Regions from separate parts of the Sus scrofa genome. Here region 1 is linked to region 2. The links are chromatin contacts, called in public HiChIP or PLAC-seq maps. All regions are on one chromosome and are shown on one strand. The core of a region is the stretch at or near the end of the contact, and the rest is flanking DNA. Distances in the headings are between cores, read along the strand shown.

Region 1 (3,687 bases), core at 666-3,165, 2.0 Mb before region 2:
TAATAGGAACCACTCTCCAACCTCACTTAATGAGAACATGGCAAAGCCACAATGCTGAACTTGTTGGAGAATTACTATGACCTTATACAGACTGCCTAAAATCGCTCCTTTAATTTTTCATTTATAATTGATATTTGAGATTGATCCAATTATAGACAAATCAATATTAAACATTTTTAAGAACTCCACCATTGAAATGTATTGTCTAAAATGATTCTTTTAATATTTCCAGAAAAAGTTCTCCGTAAAAGCAAATCTCAAAATAGAACGTTATTTCTGATTAATAAATGCCTTTCCATAACTCTCTTGAAGGTAAAATAATGGGAACATTGGGGCAATTAACACCAAAAAATTCAGTACGTTCCAACCTAAGATAAATGCTTGTCAAAGATGTGTCTTTCTTATGGAAGAATTCACCACCATTTGGCTAAAACGGCATTATTCACTTACCAATCACGTGGAAATAACTCAAATAAATGCAGCAATATATAAGATTTTCTGCTATGTGGTGTATTTGCTATGTGGTGTATTTAGAAAAACAGATCCAAACTGGAGATTTATACATTTTGCCTTGTCTATTTAAATTTTTGGAATCCCTTTTAAGTCAAGTTCCACCTCATAAGAATTTTAGCCAGGTCATTTATCCAAAGCTTCCCAATCAATGCCTTACACAGCTCAGCCGGCCAGAGGGGCGGGGGTGGGGGTACCATCCGAACTATGGAGGTGGGGTGGGCAGGACAGGTTTTTCAGGTCTAGATGCTGTTTATCCCACACACTCTCTCTCTTTGTTTCTACTAATTGGAAACAGACTCGTGGTCATGTTGCTGAGAAGCCCCTAGAAGTCTGAGCAGCTCTCTATCTCCCAACACAGCGAAATCTGGACTTTTAACAGAAGAACCGAAATTTCGCGCCGCGGGCAAAATATCGCATCTGAGACTACGACGCGCGTGCCTTACCCTGGGTTCCTTCCCGCCAAATCAAGGCAGCCCGATCTTTTTGCAAGGTGGTTTGAAATTTTCTAATAAAAACCAACTCCTACCACCTTGGGTGCAAAGGGGGCGTGGGCATTAAAAGCCTAGTCTTAGGCGGCTGCTGTATGTACGCCAGCCAATGAGTTGCTCATGTACGCATTTTCCACCAAGTGCACAGTCCACTTCTCCTGCATCCGCCAAAAGGCAGCTCGAGGAAAAACAATCCTCAGAGAAATTTTTGAATGTGACCTCACTTTCAATAGTAGCATCAAACAGGGGACAAGCACCGAAAGATTCCTTTGGCTCGAACTACCAAAAAGCACCCCTTCTCCCTCATAAGAACCTACGGGGTTAGTCTCTGAGTTTCACTGAGATCTAAAGATTTTCATTAAAGGGAAAAGTGACAAGTGGGCAGCATTTTTGCAAATTCGAGCCCCCAGCTTCGACCGCTGCACGTTGGCCTGTCCCTCCCGCTTGCGCGCTCCCGCGCGTTCCCTTGCTTGCCCCACGTTACTTTGACTGACAGCCCGGCCCCGCCGCTCTCCTTCTCTCCGACCTTCCCATCCCCGGTGCCAATCTTCGCGTCTCGCCGCTTTCCATTGGCTGGTTTCGGCGTCCCGCGGCTCCTTCAGGAACAGTTCCTCGCCGAGCCCGGGAGGACGCGGCTGGCGGAGGGGAGGTGGGGGTGGATGGGAGGAGAGACGGGGGAGACGGCGGAGAGGGAAGCAAGCGGGGCGGGAGAGAAAGGAGGGAGAAGGGGAGACAGCCCGTCCGGTGCCGCGCTGCCATAGGCTCTGGGGAGGTGTCGCGTCACCACCCCACGTTGGGTCTGGCGCATGCGATTGGCTGACACGGGCCTTCCCGCTCCCCCCTCTCCACTCGCCGGGCCCACGTACCCCGCCAGCTCCTCGCTCTCGCCCCCGCCCGCGCAGGGCTGGGCGGGGCCGGCGCTGGTTAGCTCCGGAGTGTGAAACCGCGTGTTAATGTAACCGGCGCGAGAGGCGCGGGCGGCGGCGGCGGCGGCGGCGGTGGCGGCGGCGGCTGCAGGAGCAGCAGCAGCGGCGGCGGGCACCCTCTGCCCCGCGTCCCTGAGGCAGCCGACTGCGCTACCCCCACCCTCGCACGGCCGGGCGGCTCCCTCGCCACCAGCCCGGACCTTCGCTGGCCCTTGGCGATTACTCCGGACTCGCCCACGGAGTTTGCCTGCTGGGGAAGGAGGCCAAGCGTCGGAGCGCACTCTTGCGCTTTTCCCTACCATCGAGTGGATGTCGTTCCCCGGGTCGTGAGAGAACTTTGGAGCGGGCTGGAGCGCCCTTTGCGGAGAGGTAGACGAAGAGAAGGAAAGAAAGAGGGCTGACGGAGAGGATCGGAAGAAGGGGTCCGGAGTGGCCGGGCGGGCCGTGTGCGGCGAGTGTGCACGGGCCGTGTTGCTCGGATGCGCCCAGGGGTCGAGGAGCAGCGGAAGGCTGCGGGACTACTCTCCGCCGAGTAGTCCCGTCGGGCCAAGAGGGTTTGTACAACCGCGGAAAACAGCAAGAGCGGCCCGCACGGGGCGTGCCGAGACGCCTCCCGGCGCGCCCTCCACACTTTGCCCACCTCGTCGTCATCCCGCGCTCCTCCGCTCGGGTTAAGCCTGCGGAGCGCCGGACACGGAGCCTCCCCCGGGGCCCGGACCTCGCCCCTCGCCGCCTCCAGGGACCCTGCGAGCGCCCGGTCTTGGGCGCCTCCCGGACCTGCAGGGGTCGGCTGTGAACGTCGTCACATTTGTTTTGTGGGGTTAGCGGGGGCGCTTGCCACCTGCACCTCCCCGGCTGCTGGCGCCGCGGGGAAAACCCGGCTAGGAGGCGGACCGGGAGAAGAACGGTGGAGAGCAACCCGCCTGGATTTGTTTGCCCGGGACGGGTGCGGCACACGCGGATCGCTGAGGGGAGCGCAGCGAGTCACCGCGCCCCCACCTCCTCGTCCCGGCGGCCCAGGCTCGCGATTTGGAGTGCGGCCCCGGGCGCCGGCGGCGCCCCGCAGGTTCTAGGTGCAGCGGGGCCCGGGGTGCCCTGTGATGTGGCCCTGAAGGTGGGAGCCCGCACCGGCGGGAACAGGAGCTGCTGGGCGCCGAGTGGCCTCTGCGCCCAGCGGAGCGCGCCTGCGTGCGTGGCCAGCGCGCCCCCCGCACTTCCCGCTACTGCCCGGCTTCTCAGCTTAATTTTCCTCGGCGGGATTAAAGTTGGAAATTGAGCGGAGAATTGAGTTGCCCGGGAACGGAGCCGCGGCCGCCGCCAGAGCGATGTTCCCACAGAGCCGGCACCCGGTGAGGCGCGGCTGGCTGGCTGAGTGGGGGACAGGGGGTGAGGGGTGGTAGGCGCTCTTGCTGTGTGGTAAGGAGATGGGTGGGTGCTGCATTCTGGCCGAACCCCTGGCTTGGGAGGTCGAGGGCCCTCCTCTCCTGGGTTGGGGAGTGGGCTGAAACTCTAAATTTCCCCGTTTGCTCTGTGCCCCCTCCTACTTGAGGTCTAGACTGGGCGGGTGGGGGCGCCCGGAGAGACTGGGGTTTCTTTCCAGCAGACACATCCTCCCCCTTCCCAGAGGCGAGTAGGGCGCCCCCACCTTTGTTTCTCGTCTTGCCTATTTACATGTCAATGCGGCCCCCTTTCCAGCAATGCTGGAGGTGGCCCCGGCGGCTCTGGGAACGGGAAGAGTTGTTTCTCTTCTCTGGTCCCTG
Region 2 (3,509 bases), core at 835-3,334:
CTCAGCGTTTTCCAAGTCTCCCCAGTTTCGATTGTTCGGCCTTTTAAGGTTTTGGTTTTTTAATTTATGGGAGAAGGAGGAAATGCTTAATTTCTTTACACCTGCCAAAGGAAAAGAGGCCTGGACTTGCCCTTTCTGCCCACAAGGAAAAATGACAATACCTCTGCGGTGGCCAAAAAAAGGGGGGGTTGTACGGGGGTGGGGAGACAAGAGCTAAGCAAACAGAAGAATCAGCTAAAGTCAATATCGTTACCTGTGGTATTGAGCCTGTAAAAACTGAAACTCTTCCTTAATCCGATCACAGGACTCGGAAATGGTAAATTTAAAGGGCTGAGCAGGCTGGTGCGGTGCCTAAAGAACAACAATAAAATATTTAATTAGCCCACAGTAGAGGCAAGGCAGAGAGATGCAGAAAACACAGCACGCCGCGCTGGCGGGGGGTTGGGGGTGTCATCGCGCTAGCAGGCAAAGAGCGATTAAAACTCTCCTCCTGCCCCCTCCCCTGGCCGCAAAGCCCAGTGGAGGCTGCAAGCGGGCTGGCCAAGGGCCCCCGCGTCCTCTCGCCCGCTCGGGCCCCCCAAGGGTTCGAGACCCCCGCTCTCCTCCTTCGCCGGCCGTGAGCAACCACCCGGAGCGCCGCGCCCACTGCCTCCCCACCCGGAATCGAAACGGGCCAGTCGGGGGGACGCGCGCCATGGCGTCGAGCCGCGGTCAGGTCGGGGGAGGGGGCACGCAGCCGCCACCCTCCCCGGCCGACTGGTTCGCTCTTCCCCTGGGCGTGCGGCGCGAGTGGAAGGCGTCCCGCACTCCCGAGCCGCTGCCGGACCCGCCGCGCCGCCGCTGAGGGCGCCCTCCCCGCCCCGGCGCGGAGTCGCGCCTCCTCCATCGCTAGCCACCCCTCCTAGAGGAGTCGCGGCGCGGGGACGACAAACGGCTCCGCGCGCCTTCCAGGGGCTTCAAAGACAACAATAAGAAAATGGCTACAACTCTGTTGCCTCTCCGCACCCTGGCTCCGAAAGTGCCACTGAGCCCGGGGGGAGAGGTGGTGGGGGCGGGCGACTCCCCGGGCAGGGAGCCGGGTTCGGGCCGCCCTCCACGCCCCTCTGGTCACAGACACAACTCGGCACGCAGGGGGCGACGCGGGGAATCCCCCGGCGCTCGGCGAGCCCGCGCCCCTGACGCCCGCACTCACCGGGTGTCTGGTCTGTGGGTACATCTTGCTCAGGTCGCGAATCATCCAAACCGATTTAGTTGGCTACGCTGGGCAGAAGCGCGCGGCTCATTGGCTTTAAAGGCCCGGAGGAAGAGGCGGCGGAGGCGGCCGGCCGGGTCCGAGGGGCGGCTCGGGCGGTCCTGGCCCCCGCCGGGTCTCGCGTGACGCGGGCGGCAGGAACGCGCGGCAGCGGCGGGCTGGGTGCAGACAGCCGGGCCCCTCTGCATTCCCCGCGGGCGTCACTGGCCCGCCGCGGGCATTGTCCGGCGCGCGTCTCCCGCGGCAACGCTCCGACGTTCGCTCCGCCGAGGCGCGCCCGCCGAAGCTGGCGCCGCGGCCGCGCCGCTCACCCAGCCGGGAAAGTGCGAGCTCCGCGTCCCAGCGCTTGCCGGCAGCGCCGCCCGCTCGCTCACTGGCTCGCTCGGCGTCCCACTCCAAACTTTTTTTATTTGTCTTTTAATTGGTTGTTATTCCTCCGAATGAATGATCTCTCTCTTCTTTCCTAAAAGCAAACACAAACTCCTTTGGTTCGGAAGAGATCTCGGCGGTGCTTTTTGGTTTCTCTGGAGATTTTTTTTCACCTCACAGCAACGATCTTTTAAAAGGCACCTTTTAGCTTCTTTTACCACATCTCATTTCCTTATTTTTCTTCCTTCCTGTTTTCTTGTCTTTTTAAACCCCAAATTGGAGGGGATTATAAAAATAAAAGAGAGTGAAACGCTTGCGGCTTTAAAAAAAAAAAAATCTCTCTCCTTTCAAACTCTGCGAACACCACCTCAAAATAATATACAAGTGTGTGAGAGGGGGAAGAAAGCAGCCAACAGCCCAAACACCCGCTCGGAACAGCTCTAACAACACGTTCGGTGTAGGTGACTTCTTTGACCAAATTTAGCAGCGGCTAATCATTAACATTCTGATACATATTCACAACCGTCCGTGGAGGGCCCGCGAAGCATCCCGGGAGATGTAGTCCGCCCCCGGCGGCCGCAGCTGAGGATTCCGCCAGATTGACTACAATCACCGGCCCGCCACGCGACCACTCTGGGGTGCTCTCCAAGAGCCCCTCCCACCCCCTGCGCAGTAGGCGTCTCCAGCAACCAATCAGAGATGGCTGAACATTAATCGCTGTTCTGTGTTACTGCCCATCATTTCACTGTTGACAAATGGCAAGCTAGGGGGGAGGAGCCGGCGGGGTTGGAACCCACGTGGGGGCCGGGCGTCGTCCGCGGCTCGGACCAATGAATGGAACGTTATGGGGTTAGCAGAGGCGGGGCGGAGATGGCCCGCCCAAGGCGGAGCTTCGCCTTGGATGACGTTCCTTAGCGCGAGCGTTCGAACCGAGGAAACATTTGTTCGGCTGTCAATCAAAGTAACGTGGGCCTGGGAGAAGCGGTGGCTGCTGCTGCTGCTGTTGCCTCTGCCCTGGCTGTATCTTCAGAACTGGGTGTTGGTGGCGATGGTGGCGGCAAAATAAAGAGGGTGGAGGGGGCGGTGAGACTGGAGGCTAGTCAGAAGATCTTCCGAATTCGGGTTCTCGCACCCGCCCCGCTCCAATCTAAACACCCTCGGCCCCTTGCTCCCGGCCGCGCCAGGAATGCGGACTAATTAGGGTCCAATGTCTCCTTAAAGAGACAAGCTCGGCCTTGTGTAATGCTCCGAAACCCCTGTTGAGACAAGAGAGGGAAGATCACGCCGATCCCACTTCGTTCAGTTCACATCAATTTTACGCGCCGCTGGAGCCGGCATAATTTTCCGTGTGAACGCTGATTCAGGCCCCTGTTCTTGTTTAGAGCTGGAGACTAAGCTGCAAGATGCTGACTGGGACGAGGGACGGGGACGCGGGGCGGGGCAGGAGGGGGGGTTGGGGAGGGCGTCTCTCGGAGTCCCTAGTGGGCTACGATTGCAGTTTAATCCGGTAGAGGGGCCTCCTCCCCCAAGCAACTCTTCAAGGAAGCTTTCCTGGACGTTTCGACCAGGGGTCCCGAGGGCGTAACCGTGGAGTTTCGGGGTGGGGCTGGAGGCCCCAGGGGCAGGGGTCGTCAATTCCCAAAAAAACTTTTTCGAGGGGGCTACCCGCAGTCCACAGACTGTCAGTCGGTCCACACGAAAGTAGCTTCATCTAGGTGCTACCCTCCAAGCACTGAAAAGAAAACGGCCCAGCGCGCCCAGAGATGCTCCCTCCTCTGGGTCAGTAGGATGAAGATTACCCCTCATTTTCCCGCTTTCTGGAGGAACAAGTTGAGTTTGTCGCCGTTGAAACGGGCAGGAAACCACGCAGGCCACGAGAGATGGCGGG

The links. HiChIP or PLAC-seq counts read pairs in DNA pulled down with a chosen protein or histone mark.
Region 1: an H3K27ac HiChIP or PLAC-seq map of skeletal muscle shows a contact between it and region 2, with 7 times the contacts expected there. The contact joins the promoter of LOC100524475 here to the promoter of TLE4 in region 2. A contact is called at or near these places in 1 of 5 promoter capture datasets (liver), 2 of 47 Hi-C or Micro-C datasets (embryonic fibroblasts and heart right ventricle) and 1 of 2 datasets of contacts at active chromatin or transcription factors (skeletal muscle).

What each region holds. Positions count from the first base shown.
Region 1 is chr1:234,368,883-234,372,569 of Sscrofa11.1, reverse strand. LOC100524475 (transducin-like enhancer protein 1) reads left to right here and starts at 1,915. Exons shown (of 20, transcript XM_003480540.4): 1 at 1,915-3,276. The coding sequence starts at 3,253. It overlaps SPATA31D1 (spermatogenesis-associated protein 31D1), which reads right to left and starts at 1,604. Exons shown (of 7, transcript XM_005660180.3): 1 at 1,486-1,604.
Region 2 is chr1:232,354,534-232,358,042 of Sscrofa11.1, reverse strand. TLE4 (transducin-like enhancer protein 4) reads right to left here and starts at 2,084. Exons shown (of 20, transcript XM_001924195.6): 1 at 1,193-2,084; 2 at 254-351. The coding sequence starts at 1,237.